2 separate regions of the Neogale vison genome follow, and region 2 is linked to region 1. The links are chromatin contacts, called in public Hi-C maps. All regions are on one chromosome and are shown on one strand. Each heading gives the region's core, a stretch centred on a gene start, on an enhancer-like site or on the middle of the called end of the contact. The rest is flanking DNA. Distances are from core to core; before and after follow the strand shown.

What was found. Hi-C and Micro-C count contacts between places; a contact is called where the count stands out from the background.
Region 2: a Hi-C map of fibroblasts shows a contact between it and region 1, with 6 times the contacts expected there. The contact joins two enhancer-like sites. A contact is called at or near these places in 2 of 3 Hi-C or Micro-C datasets (fibroblasts and muscle).

The regions. Positions count from the first base shown.
Region 1 is chr7:117,383,814-117,390,304 of ASM_NN_V1, forward strand. No RefSeq gene overlaps it. Among named protein-coding and RNA genes, the nearest start is that of ETS1, 310 kb to the right of the region's middle. Within about 2 kb of position 4,433, the one cell type or tissue checked has open chromatin away from gene starts, as enhancers often do. A contact at or near this core is called in fibroblasts, where this site is marked.
Region 2 is chr7:117,912,089-117,919,063 of ASM_NN_V1, forward strand. No RefSeq gene overlaps it. Among named protein-coding and RNA genes, the nearest start is that of KCNJ1, 48 kb to the right of the region's middle. Within about 2 kb of position 2,628, the one cell type or tissue checked has open chromatin away from gene starts, as enhancers often do. A contact at or near this core is called in fibroblasts, where this site is marked.

The DNA.
Region 1 (6,491 bases), core at 3,183-5,682:
TTTATGTGACAAAGAGAATTCTTGATTTTCTGCCAATCCTCATCTCCTTCTAAACCTACTCCTCTGTAGTCTTCCTCATCTCAGTAAGAAGTGTCACTTGTCATTTTGATTCAAATATTTAGGAATTATCCTTGATGCCTGTCTCCCCTGTGTTTCCCCACTCCAGAAAAACAAGCATGTCTTGTGAAACCATCCCATGACCACCTCCATCTAATCATTCAGATCTCCGTTTAAATGTCTTTCCTCAGAGATCTTCCTTTCCTACCCAGCGTATAGCAACCATAGCCACTTGCAATCATGAGACTCTATTTAAATTATCATCATTGGCTGATGTTTTCCCCATTTTTAAAAAAAAAAAAAAATTCTGTCCTGTCCTGCCCTCTGCTCTCACTACTAGAATATAAATCAATGAAAGCAGGGACCTCTAACATCTTATTAACTGTAACAATCAGATACATAGCTGATGAACAAAACATTTTTGTGGAATTAATCTTAATCTTAGGCCTCCTCCTTTCCAACTATACTAAAGTCACAAACAAGGCTCCTTGCTGAAACCCTTGAACATGCTCTTCCATTATTGTGACTTGTTGTCCCTCAACATATCCTTAATCTCCTAATTGTTCCACCCATTTCCAGCCATATGTGGCCCTGTCAGTGCCTCTGCCTCTAAAACACTGGACACCTCAATTTCTTTTGACCTTTCTTCTTGCTTCTAGGGCTAATGCCTGACTCTTGCTTTCTCTTCCCCAACAGCCAAGCATAGCTTAAGAAATTTGCGACATGGTGCTGATTTGGTCCATAATAAACACAAGCTATTTAAAGCCAGTTGGTCCCCAAGCCCTTCTTGGTTATGTTTTTTTTTTTTTTTTTTTCAGTTTAACTTGTTAACTCCTCACTAAATTTCCACAGGGCTATAACAAAACATTTTCATTCTTTGAAACCCTAGTCCTTCCTCGCCTCTTAAGCAGAAGGCTGAGACCATGTATGAGGGCTTCATTTCCCATCTTTTCTGTTCCCTTGTGACTGTCCTCTTCTTGTTGCTTTGATACCTCAACATCTTCATCCATGAGATCCACCTTCTTCTCGAAGGCATAGGGTGATCCCCTTTACCTTCAAAATGTATTCATCCACAAAGCCACAAGATCCTCTTGGCATTTTATTGCCCTTTTATTACTTTTTCCTCATGTATCATGAATTTTCTCTTCCCTATAAATATGTCCATGGGGCACCTTGGTGGCTCAGTTGGTTAAGCAGCTGCCTTTGGCTCAGGTCATGATTCCAGAGTCCTGGGATCAAGCCCCACATCAGGCTCCCTGCTTAGCAGAGAGTCTGCTTCTCTCTCTCTCCCGCTGCCTGCTGCTCTGCTTACTTGTGCTCTCTGTCAAATAAATAAATAAAATATTAAATAAATAAATAAATAAATAAATAAATGTGTCCAGATCACCACGATTCTAAAAAATAAAATAAAATAAAAACTTCCCTTTATCTTACTAGCACATGAAATATCTTCAGCCCTTCCTTTTACATTTAAAAAGATGGTTGTCTACAATCTGGGCCCCAACTTTCTTATAACCAGTTCAGTCTTTGGCATTGGGCTGCTCTGCTTCACTAATCTTCGTAGCTCCTTGGCTTCCACTATCCTTTGAGTTGGGGCTAACTTCCGCCTGGTGATTTTCTCCAATATTCTGGGCTTAGTCTCCTCTCTTTCTTCCTTTCTCCCTTAAAGACTACGCCCATCCCAATGACTTTGATTATTTTCATTTGAATGATTACAAAAATTTACATTTGTGGTCCTTCACCTCAATACTCTGTCTACCACTAGTCACCAAACATTTTATCAGGAGGCACCCCCACCATCTTAGGGTCAGCTTTCAATCCAGACTTATGGATTCAAACCTACCTCCTCTTCTACGTAAATCTTATTAATGATTTCCTCAAATATTTGTTCATACAAAATTTGGGAGTGATCTTCTACATCACTTTTTTTCTTCCAGTCTCATAGCCCATCACATCCTCAGGTAAGCCTGGAGTCCACATTTACAAAATGCTGTTCTTAGACCATATTCGACCTACATAGTGGGTACTGGTCTATGATGCAATGGGGAAAATAAGACGGTCCAGTTAGTTATGTACAAAATTAAAATGTACCTAGAAGATTGCTCTTCGTTCTGAGACTATGTTCTCTCTACTTCTCATGTGTTAAAACGATCCTATGTCATAGAGTCAAGGGGGTTATGGTGTTTAATTAGTTTGAACATCTTTATGTGGAAAAATCATACAAAGTTTTACTTTTTACTTATCTTTAAATTCCAAATCAAAGAAATTCTGCTCTAAATTGCTCATTTGCAATCCCTCCTTTCCATTCCCACTGCCACCGCCTACCTCAGACTTTAAGTATCTTTTTTTCCTGATAGTTGCAACAATCTCCTAACCAATTTATTGGCTCCCATGCTTTTCTCCTTTTCAAATATTCTACGGACAGACCACTGTCAGAGGAAACTTCCACAACAGGGCCTGGGCAGTGTCAGTCTCCTGTTCAGCACTCCCTCATGCCTCTACCACCATGACAGTGTCTCTCATCTGCTGAGACTCAAGATGGAGCTAAACACTAGATCTGGTATTCAGGGCTTTCAGGGGTCGCATGCTTCCTTGTCAAGACTGACCTAATCACTCTCTTCCTCATGACCTTGTTTTATTTTCATCATGATGTTTATCACTCTCAGGAACCTTCAGGTGTATTTGTTTTGTGCTTATGCTCTGTCTCCTTTTCACACATGTACTAGAATATAAGGTACTTGAGGACAGGAATTTGCTTTTTGTTTGCTACTAAACCATTAAACCTACTTCATAGTATAGGTCTTCTAGAATTAACTGTTGAAAAATATAAATGGTAGGGGGAGCAGCAAATGACAAAAAAAGGAAAAAATGAAATCTTTCTCAATCTCAACACCTCTTCTTAGGCCAGTGGTTCTCAACTGGGTATGATTTTACTCCCAGGGCCAGATGGAGTGTATCTCTTCTTCTCTGTGGCAACAAAGGGAAACTCAGCAGCATGTATAGAAGAATCAGCCCCAACATGCTCTATGTGACTATCCATATCAGAGGACAAGTGTGTGATTTGGAACCCACGGGCTATGGGGGGATGGATCTGCTGGTCTCCCTAACAGTAGTTGCTAGCAGTTAAATAAGTTATGAGTAAAAATATGCAAAGATGGTGAATATGAATAGAGAGAGACGGACAGTCAAAGAAGAGGCTGTTACTCTGGAAAACCAGTCTGCCTTTCAGCAAAGAACGCATAATGAATCAATTGTCAGCTCAGCTCAACTCTTTGTGAATGGAATGCTTTCTGTTGCATGAATGAATACAGTTCCATAATTTACAGAAAGTGACTCAAAATGGGCTGAGATATGAGCATGATTTGACTGATCAATTACTGCATATGTTTTCCCTCCTGTCAGCCACTGTCATTCTGGTTTTATTCTGTCACCCAGATACTAGTGAGCCACAGCCAAGCTGTAGGAGAAACCCGGTCATTTATAATGTAACTAGAGAATTGTCCATCTGTTCTTTCCACATGGAGGGACCATCTTTGACCTGAGGATTAGGGTCTTCAGGCCAGTGAAGGTCTTTCCACTTACAGCCTTCTCCCAGCCAGAAGACTCTTACAGCACTGCGCTGTATATCTGAGCATTGAGAACATCTACAAAACTCATTTAGTTTCTCTTTTGTCTGTTTGCAAGCTATACCAATTTAACCAAGAAAAAAAAATTATTGTGAGAAATATGATTAAACCTTGATGACTTTAGGTAATGTGTTTCTGGTCTTTCAAGTCTTCTGGTCAGAGAGCTTTTTTGTTAGTGTTTTGTTGAGCTTTCTTACAATATTGGGCTAATAAATACCCCCATCTCACTTGTTCTTCTACATCCTGTCTTTTATGAAGCTAGCAGAACCGCTGACCCTTACTTAGGAAAGAGGTGTATGCTGTGGAATTGGCTTTATCAGTTCCCTCTATTATATGCATATTCTGCTTAAGGAATAGGTTTCGTTTAAACAAAAATACCTAGCAGTTTTACTGTAACTTCATTTTCAACATTAAGTTGTCTTTAACAATCGATCCTTCTAGACATAGGAAAATAGTCAGAGAAAGTGCCCTAGTATTCTTAGCCCTAAAGAGAAATATAAAAATAAATCAGATTAAGGTGCAATCCATCCTCGCTCTTCAAACTAGAAACCTAGAGGTAAAATCAAGCTCACATAAAAATTCTGCCCACAATGAAGACTTACCGGTCTGAGTCAAGGGGGAGTCATGTCTTCTAAAATCACGCCACTAGGGGGAGTAAAACCCAGCAATCTGCAATCCACTGCCTTTGCAAGGTTGGCTGTTTCACCTTTCTCTTTAAACAAATGATCCTCAGCTCAGTTGCCCCAGAAAAACACCAGCATCTGGTGTGCTGTGTTTATTCTGAGGTTACTATTTCTAAAAATAGTTTTCTGAAAAATTGCCCTTGCTGACTGGGAAGCACAGAGGCAGGGTGGTGAGCAAGTGGGAGGTTCTCCTGCCTTAGAGGGTCCCTGGAGACTGGGAGTGTGGGACAAGAATATACTTTTTTAAAAGCACAGAACTAGCCTACATGTGAGGGCTGCCCACCTACAGGTGCCCAGGAGGACTGGGGCAGGCCAGATTCACGAACTCTTATAAAAGCAGAAGGTTGGCTAGAAGCTATGGACATCCTCACTGAGCTAGTTCTCTTGATGCCCCCACAAAGGTGACAGGGGGCAGGCAGCTCTGGATGAGAGATTTATTTCAGCCAGTTGGTGGCAGATGAAGGAGGACTTGCCAACCTCTCTTTGTCTTCCAGACAGCACAAGGGGAAGTGTGTGTGTGCGTACATGTGTGTGTGTATGTGTGTTCACAAATATGCTAGAAGGAGGAGAATGGAGACAGCCAAGGTTTGGGGGCTTCTTTCCATTTTCCTCCTCCAACTTTTATCTCTATTCAATCTTCCAATTCCTAGTGAGGAGAGGAGTTACCACTTTTAGAGTCATTTTTATTTTTCTATAGATTCCATTCTAAAATCCCCTATAGACCTGAAGTAAAAAAAACTTCAGTGGTGGAATTTCGGTCCCTCTGAAGGGTATTTGAAGCAATCCTCTGCGCTTCCCAGTAGGGAGCTGTGTACTCTGACTTCTCAGGATCCCAGCCCTGTTTCCAATGGCTCCAGCTTCCCTTTCCTGGCTGTACTACCATGACGCTTCAGCATGAAACCCAACCAGTGTCCAGTGGGCTGGGAGCAGGCTGCAGGAGACACGTCCTGTGTAACACCACACGGTGCACGTGAGAATCTATCGCACACCCTCAGGCTACAGAGAACCCAGACACCTCCCTCTTACACAGACCCCGAGTCACATAGGAAGCAGCTACTCTAGGTGTCCTCCAGGGCAGGCTGCCAGAGGACGAAGTTCTCTGTATCACCCACAGTGAGCTCATGGGACAGTTCAGTCTACTTGGATACTGGAGATGCCCATCCTCTGAACTTTCAGTGCTATTGCTGAAATTTGTAGTGTCTCAGACTTTGTGTGGAGGCAGAAAGAATACCAGGCTGGGTATTGGGAGACTTCTGGCTTCTAGCACCTGCTCTATTTTTGGGGTGTCTAACTCTGGTTTCAGATAGTTCACTGAGCTCCTTCAGGGCTTCATTTCCTCATCCATAAAATGGGAATGTGAGACGAGAGTTTCTGTTACAATTTCCCTGATGCAGAAGGTCCATGATTTCTGGCTGGTGAATGTGGGTTTTTCTGCCATTTCTCTCCCACTGCCTCCACATAAGTCAATAGAGAGAGGTCTGGAGAGAGGTGCACTGCCAACCCCAGGGCCCAGAGCCATGCTGTGTGGGAGGAAGCAAATTTAGAAGGAAACAAGCTTCATTTATTCTGCCTGATATGGTTATCTCTCTGAGGCTTGTGCCCAGGCAAGCGAGATGGGGGTGAGGAGGAAGGGAGGGGGACACACTGTCAAATGTCAAATGTTTAGCTAAGACTTTGAAGTCTGACAATTGAGACTTCCGGTAACTTTTGCCTCTACTTTTGTAAAAGGGAGGGGCGGAGGGGGGAAAAGGGAAGGGGACAGACAGAGTTGAGAGAGAGGAGACAAAAAATGGACCCAAATAAGACATTAAGCATGTCTTTTTCATGCACAGATGAGGAAAATAATATCTAAATTACTTGCAAATGATCTAGGCCTCTCTTCTTTGGCTGCCTTTCTGAGAATCACTGGCTCTGAGCAAACACTGAATTTCAAGCCGTGATGATTCTCCTGTGTGGCCAACAAGCATGTGCTGAGCAGAAGCATGACTGCCTCAACCTGCTGAGAATGGTGTCAGCGTTCCTAACGCCTCAGCCCTCAGAGGGCATGCCACTATTTGAGGGAAATAAGAACTGGCCATGAACTAATGAACAATGATGAGATAAAAGAGTACAAAGTAGGATCCAA
Region 2 (6,975 bases), core at 1,378-3,877, 530 kb after region 1:
TAAATGAAAACGAGGGAGGCCTGGAAAGTCTATGATGGTATGAGAAATGAGATGACATCTTCCCCAGGTAGCACTGAGTACCTTCTGGACAACACGTCTACCTAAATGAAATGAGGTGTGCTCCAGAACATTGGTCTCCTTTTTTTTTTTTTTAATTGTACCCTACCATTAAAAAGAAAGTGTTAAGCAAATATTCTCAATATATAAACACTGATTTATAAATCATATACACCAACTATTATCACTATTTATATTATGAAACATGCAAAACAGATAGTTCTCATGAGTAATATAAAAATAAATTGAAACTGAAATTCTGTTTCCTGCCTATGTTCTTTGTCTTGTATATCTCTCGCTGTTAACACTCCACAAGAAAGGTAGTCGTTAAAGGAATGAGTATGTATGTGTACATCTGTATGGGTTTTCCTTCTAAGAAAGGAGAAAGTAAAAATTTGGTGTTTGTGGCCCAAGCATGGAGACAGAAACGATAAAGGCCAGGTATGTTCTAGACTAGTCTAGCTGGATTCTTCTGCAAATCTCCACACCAGCCAAGCAATTTTCCATCAGTTTAGAAATTTGCAAAGTAATCATTAGGGAAGATAGAGGTGCATGTTTCTTGCTGCTCTGGGAAGAATGGGAGTTCATCTTTTTAAGAGGTTTCCTTTATATGCCCTAGTCAAACACTGGCACGGGTCCCTCACCTCAGTGGAAGTCTTAGAACTCTGGTCTAACCTTGTCCCTTGAATTTGCTCCCAACAATGCTTCCACATTTGGGACATCGGTGCCTCACTGACGGGACCAGGACAGCGTTTCTTCCTTCTAAGCGTCTGTGCGGAATGAAGGCCAGCACTCAGTCCCCTGGAATGCCCAGATTTAGGATTTGCTAGCTTCATAAAAGGCATCCAGCTGAATCATGGCAGAGGACAAACAGGCTCTTCGCCGTCCTGGCTCCTTATTCAGTATTTTCTCCGATCAACCCTCTGAGCCTGTGCCATGAAGTTCACTGCGTCTAACACACAGTGCAAGGCAAGCAGAGAGAGAAGCATAGTAAATCCCGGGAGCAGTTCTCGTGGAAATTATTCTTTCCCAAGCTTTAGCACGCTGGTCAACAGTTCTTTCAAAGAGGAGGTCATTCTTTTGGTTGATTTTGTTTTGTTTTTTGTTTTTTGTTTTTATTTTTGTTTTTAGCATCAAAAAGTATCATTGCCTCCCACACAAAGGAAATTATATATGCAATATCTTGTGTTTTACAACATTTCTAGTGATCAACAACCACTAGAAATTTAATTTAAAAATTATTGTATTTAAAATTTAACCAGTAATATCTGCATGCAATTAAATGTGTTTAGTTAGTCTATGCGTAATGCTAAAGTGTGGGTCCTCGAATGGGATATGACAAGTTTAGAGTAGAGGTCAGGAAGTTCCAGAACTCCAGGGCAGAAAGGAAGATCTGTCTATCCTGGGACGCCTGGGTGGCTCAATCTGTTAAGTGGCTGCCTTCAGCTCAGGTCATGACCCCAGGGTCCTGGAATCAAGTCCCTAACCCTCTGCCTGTTTCTGCCTGCTGCTCCCCCTGCTTGTGCTCTCTCTCTGAAAAATAAGATCTTTTAAAAAAAGAAAGATCTGTTATCCTAAGCCTAGGTTCTGCAGGGCCAAGGCAGTGGTTAGCGACGGCTTAGAAAGCAAAGAAAAACAAAATAAAACGCAGTGTTTTCTGTAGGTGGTCTGTGGACCTAGTTTCACATTCCACTTCCTCAAATACCTATTGAATCAACAACCATCATGTAAATATGTTACCTGGAAACCTATTGAAGGGGCGCCTGGGTGACTCAGTCGTTAAGCATCAGCTTTCAGCTCAGGTTATGATCCCAGGGTCCTGGGATGGAGCCCTGCATCAGGCTCCCTGCTGGACGGGAAGCCTGCTTCTCCCTGTACCTTCCCCCCTGCTCATGATCTCTTTCTCTCTCTCATATTCTAATTTTTTTTTAATTTTTTAAAGAAAAAGCATTGAAAAGGTGCCACTCTAAGGAGCAACCCTTGGGCGTGGCTCTTTTGCTGTCCAGCCCCAGTCCCACACTTAGCTGGGGATCTGCCTCCTGGAGGGTCCCCCACCATCAGCTGCACGACTGGGCTCGTGTCCAGCATGTCCCGAGAAGGAGGCAGAGAAATGGTGCTCGGTATCAATGGGGGAGAGAAGGGCGGTAATAAAGAACTAGGATGGCAGGGGGGTGGGGGGGAGACCAGGGGACTGGATTCTGGTGAATAAACAGAGACTTCAGCCCCTACTCAGGACGAGCTTTGTGTTTCACAAAAAGCACACTGGACACTTCATCATATGGGAAGCTTCTGAAATTGACTACGTACTCCTTCAGCCAGGGAGTCCAGCTAAAGGATTATGAAAGGTCAGCTGATTTCTGGACTACAAATCCCAGTCTCCCTTGGGAGGGGGGGACGGACGCTTCTGAGAGGAAGTGGTTTAGCCAGTCAAACCTCTAGGGCTTCAGCCAATTGAAAAAGGATATGGAGGGAAGCTTTCTGAAAGGAATGTCGGCTCACGTGCCTGGGGTCTGTCTCCCTCTCTCACTCTGACTTGGCCTCCTGTCTAATTGTTTCAGTCTGTCTGAGCTGGTAAATTCCTAAGCACATAGTCAATTTACACTTCGCTTAAAAGCTCTAAGGGGAAACAGAAAAAGTTTCCAGTGAGACCACTCACTTACCTACAATTGCTAAACTAACCTTCTGGATTTTAACCGAGTTCATTACCTCCTGCGTTTTCTTAGCGGGAGGAGGGAGGCAATTGAGGTAGATAAATGAACAAGGATATAAAGCCAGGGGTCCCGGGTTCAAATTCTGACCCTTCCACCTACTGGGCAACTCATTGGCACCTTTGAACTGGGGAGCTGAGTAATGTCTCCTGCGAGCTCCCTGATGACCCATGCGGAAAACCCTTTATTAAATACTGTACAGGAAGTATATATAGATATATGTAATCAGTGTTATCGCTAGTATTCGCTAGGTTTTTCCAAGAACTTCTATTAAATCCTCGGTAACTGGTGAACACTTTGTTAGACGAGTGGAGTACAGAGTAGACTTTGTTTTGTGGTCAATAAGACATTTTTCCAAATGAGTGAAAAGTAGAGTAAATTGGATTTTCCAGAGACCCACTGTGTCTTCCCCATCCCTGGGAGGCCCTCGTGCCCCACTTGGGCTTCTGCCCTTTGCTGGCTCTCTCTGTACACCTAAAGACCTCAGAGCAGACCGCCAAGCTGCAGGATGTTACAAATAAAATGAGATTGTTATGAAAGAATGCTAAAAATGCCCTTTGTCAGAAAGGCTGAGTTGGGTTTTTAAGTCAGCTAAGAAATAGAGGCTGGGAGCTGGGATTTTACGCTTAGTAAGCTTGGCTCCAGATTGCAGACCCAAAGCAGCCTGTACGTTCCATGAGAGGAGAGACTAGGGTTTTGTTTGTTTGTTTGTTTTTGTTGTGGAGACAGTAGGCACACAGGAGTGGGCCATCCTTAGACGCTGAGAGAATAAAGAACAGGGACAGAGTCAGAGAGACTTGGGGGTGAAGCCCGGCACTGCCACTCTCCTCATGATAGCATAACCGTATCTGAGCTTGATTTTTCCCATCTGCAAAATGAAGATTAGAGTCCTAACTGTACAAGGTTATCAAAGGGGTTAAGTGAGACGCTACAAGTGAAAATGATCTGCATGTTGAAAAGAACTATGGAAATACAAGATATCGTCTTGGTAAGTAGCTCTCTGTTCTTCTCTGATATCATAAAATGGAGTTAAATCATACTCCTTAATTTCTGTGTCTGTTATGAATGTACTATTTTAATTTCAAAAAATGGTCAAGGCTCGAAATGGTCACACACTTACAGAAAAGTTGAGTTTACAGAGAACATGTTTTATTGAGCCACTCGAGAGCAAGTTGCCAACCTGAGGCCCCATCACACCCAAATACTTCAGTGTGAATTTCCTACAAAGAACAACATTCTCTGACATAATCCAGTAGGATCGTGAAAAATTAAAAAATTAAGAGAGAGAAACTACTAGCATGGAACCATCAGGCACCATTCACCCTTAGCTAATTGTCCTACTATTGCCCTTTGTAGCAAAAGGATTCTGTTCATAATCTCGATTATACTTAATTGTCCCATTTCTTTAGTCTGCAACACTCCCACGTCTTTCCTTGACTTTCAAGACTTTGATAACATTGAATAGTATAAGCCAGTTATTTTGTAGAATGGCCTTCCATCTGGAGCTGTCTGGTATTTTTTCATGATCAGATCTAGGCTAGGCGTCTCTGATGGCAGTACTACAGAGTGATGTTGCCTTCTCCGTACATGCTTTCAATGTATCCATTATTAATCAAGTTCATATTGTGGTGTCTTCCAGTCTTCTCCACTGTACAGGTACTCTTTTCCCTTTGTAATTAACAATTATCTTGTGGGGCGCCTGGGTGCTTCTGTTGGTTAAGCAACTGCCTTCGACTCTGGTCATGATCCTGGAGACCTAGGACTGAAGCAGGAAGTCTGCTTCTCCCTCTGACCCTCCCCTCTCCTGCTCTTTCTCTCTCTCTCTTATTCTCTCTCCCTCAAATAAATAAATAAAACCTTTTTAAAAAATCAAGTATTGTGGGTAGGTGTTTTGAAATTATAGAAATATCTCATCCATATTTAGATTTCCATGTACTTATTTATGTCTCTACAGACTTAGTTTCTTATCCCCTGAATATATGTTCTTATCGTTGTTTAATGTGATGATGACCTTGCCCCAGTGGGAGGCCATTTAACTCGGCTTCTGTGTCCTTTGATATGTTCCCACCAATCTTTGAGCACTTTCTTATTTTTCCAGCTCTCTGTCCCAACCATGAAATCTGTTGTTTCTCCAAGGGTGACTGGTTCTTTTCCATGAGAAATTATCTTTAGAACCCAATATCTGGGTGCTAGGTGTGCTCATTGCAATTGCACTGTTACTGTTCCCACGCCTTTTCAGGGGACAGAGAAAGGCAACATACATATCTACGTATACATACATCATGTAGACACACACACACACAAACACACACACACATATCCATATCCATACATACGCTGGGTTAGTCATGGTTCTGCAGAGAAACAAACTGAAGAAATTGGAAAGCCAGCGATGTCACTCAATCCAAGTGAGTACAGAGGCCAGAGAATGGTGTGAAAGTGCAGGCAATGGTGTAAGTCCCAGTCTGATCCCAAAAACCTGAGAAGCAAGAGTGCCGGTGTCTGGGGGCAGCAGAGGTCTCAGATCAAACAGAGAAAGAGAATTTGCCCTTCCTCCCCCTTTTTGTTCTATCCAACAGACTGGCCCTCAGCAGACCGGATGATGCCTACCCACTGGTGAGGAAGACCTTGACCCAGTCTACTGTTTCAAATGTCAATCTGTAAACACCCTCACAGACACAGCCAGGAAAAATGTCTTACCAGCTCTCTAGGCGACGCTTAGCCCACTCAAGCTGACAATTAAATTAGCCATCACGTATGCTTAGACATTGGTATCCATATTACTTTCTTTTCCATCTATATATATTGAAAAAGTGAAGTTCGTGCGAATGCATCCTTTTCCAGTCGAACTAACACCACAGGGTTCACCTAGTTTTCCCCTTCCATATTGTGATTCTCCTATTTGACAATGACAAACAGGATTCCCCTTAAGCAGAATATATGCACTTGCTTTTCAGTTGTCCTGCACGTGACCCGTCTCCTCTCCCTGCCACACTCCCATCCCCATGGGACCTATTCCTTTCCCTGCTCTGGCTGTCAATTTCCATCCCAGCCACCCCACTACGTGGCCTCCAGCCTCACCCTACACAGCCCATGCTTCCATATCGATGTCCTCCTCACCCTGTCCAAGCTCTCACATTCCAAGCCAGACCACCCTTCTACAGTGACACCCTCCTCCATCTGCTCAAGCCCTGGCTCTCATGACAGGTGCACCCCACGGGCACTGTCTTTCCTCCACTTGGGTGCTAACCCTGTACTCCATGCCCTTCTCACCTGGTGCACACCCTACCACCACTGTGCTCTGATACTCTGTTCCCCATGTGGCTTCAAGAATAAATACTTCAGGAGAGAAAGGAAATGAATGGAAAGGAAGGGAAAGGGAAGAGGGAAAGGAAGAGAAGCCCATAGAGGGGAGATCAACAAATAGACATTTCAAAGGCACGTATCTCACTGAACGTGTGTACGTTTTGGCCGTGGGTGAGGACAAGGGATTCCACATCGCTCTCATGTGTGATCTCCACCTGTCTCTGCATTCATTCTCTCTCTCTCTCTCTCACACACACACACACACACACACACACAGACACCCTTGCAAAATCTGGGCAATAGTTAAGAGAAAGGAGAAAAAAGGAGAAGAGTTAGCCAGAGAGGCCAAGGAACTAGGAGTTAGCTGGGGATGGGCATAAAATGAAACGAATGATCTTGTACTAGGTATCCAGGGGAGAGATTGGAATAGTAAGACCAGGTAGAGATATGGACAGCCAGTGTGGAGAAACAATGCTCTGGGATATGCCATAAATGTTTTCTGGTAGAGATGAGGGTGAAGAATGGAATCAACTTTTTTTTTTTTTTTTAAAGATCTATTTATTTGACAGACAGGGATCACAAGTAGGCAGAGAGGCAGGCAGAGAGAGAGAAAGAGAAGCAGGCTCCCTGCTGAGCAGAGAGCCTGATATGGGGCTCGATCCCAGGACACTGGGATCATGACCTGAGCCAAAGGCAGAGCCAAAGGCTCTTTAACCCACTGAGCCACCCAGGCGCCCCTGGAATCAATTTTTTAATTACTCTTGGTTACTCAGCAGTGCTAAGACCCAGGATCTATTTGTATTTGAAGGTCTGTGCCCTCCTCCATTAGACTAGAAGGACACAAAGGGTAGGAACCGCTGTGTCTAATGTTTTCTTTTTAATTCCTAGCACCTAGTGAGTGCTT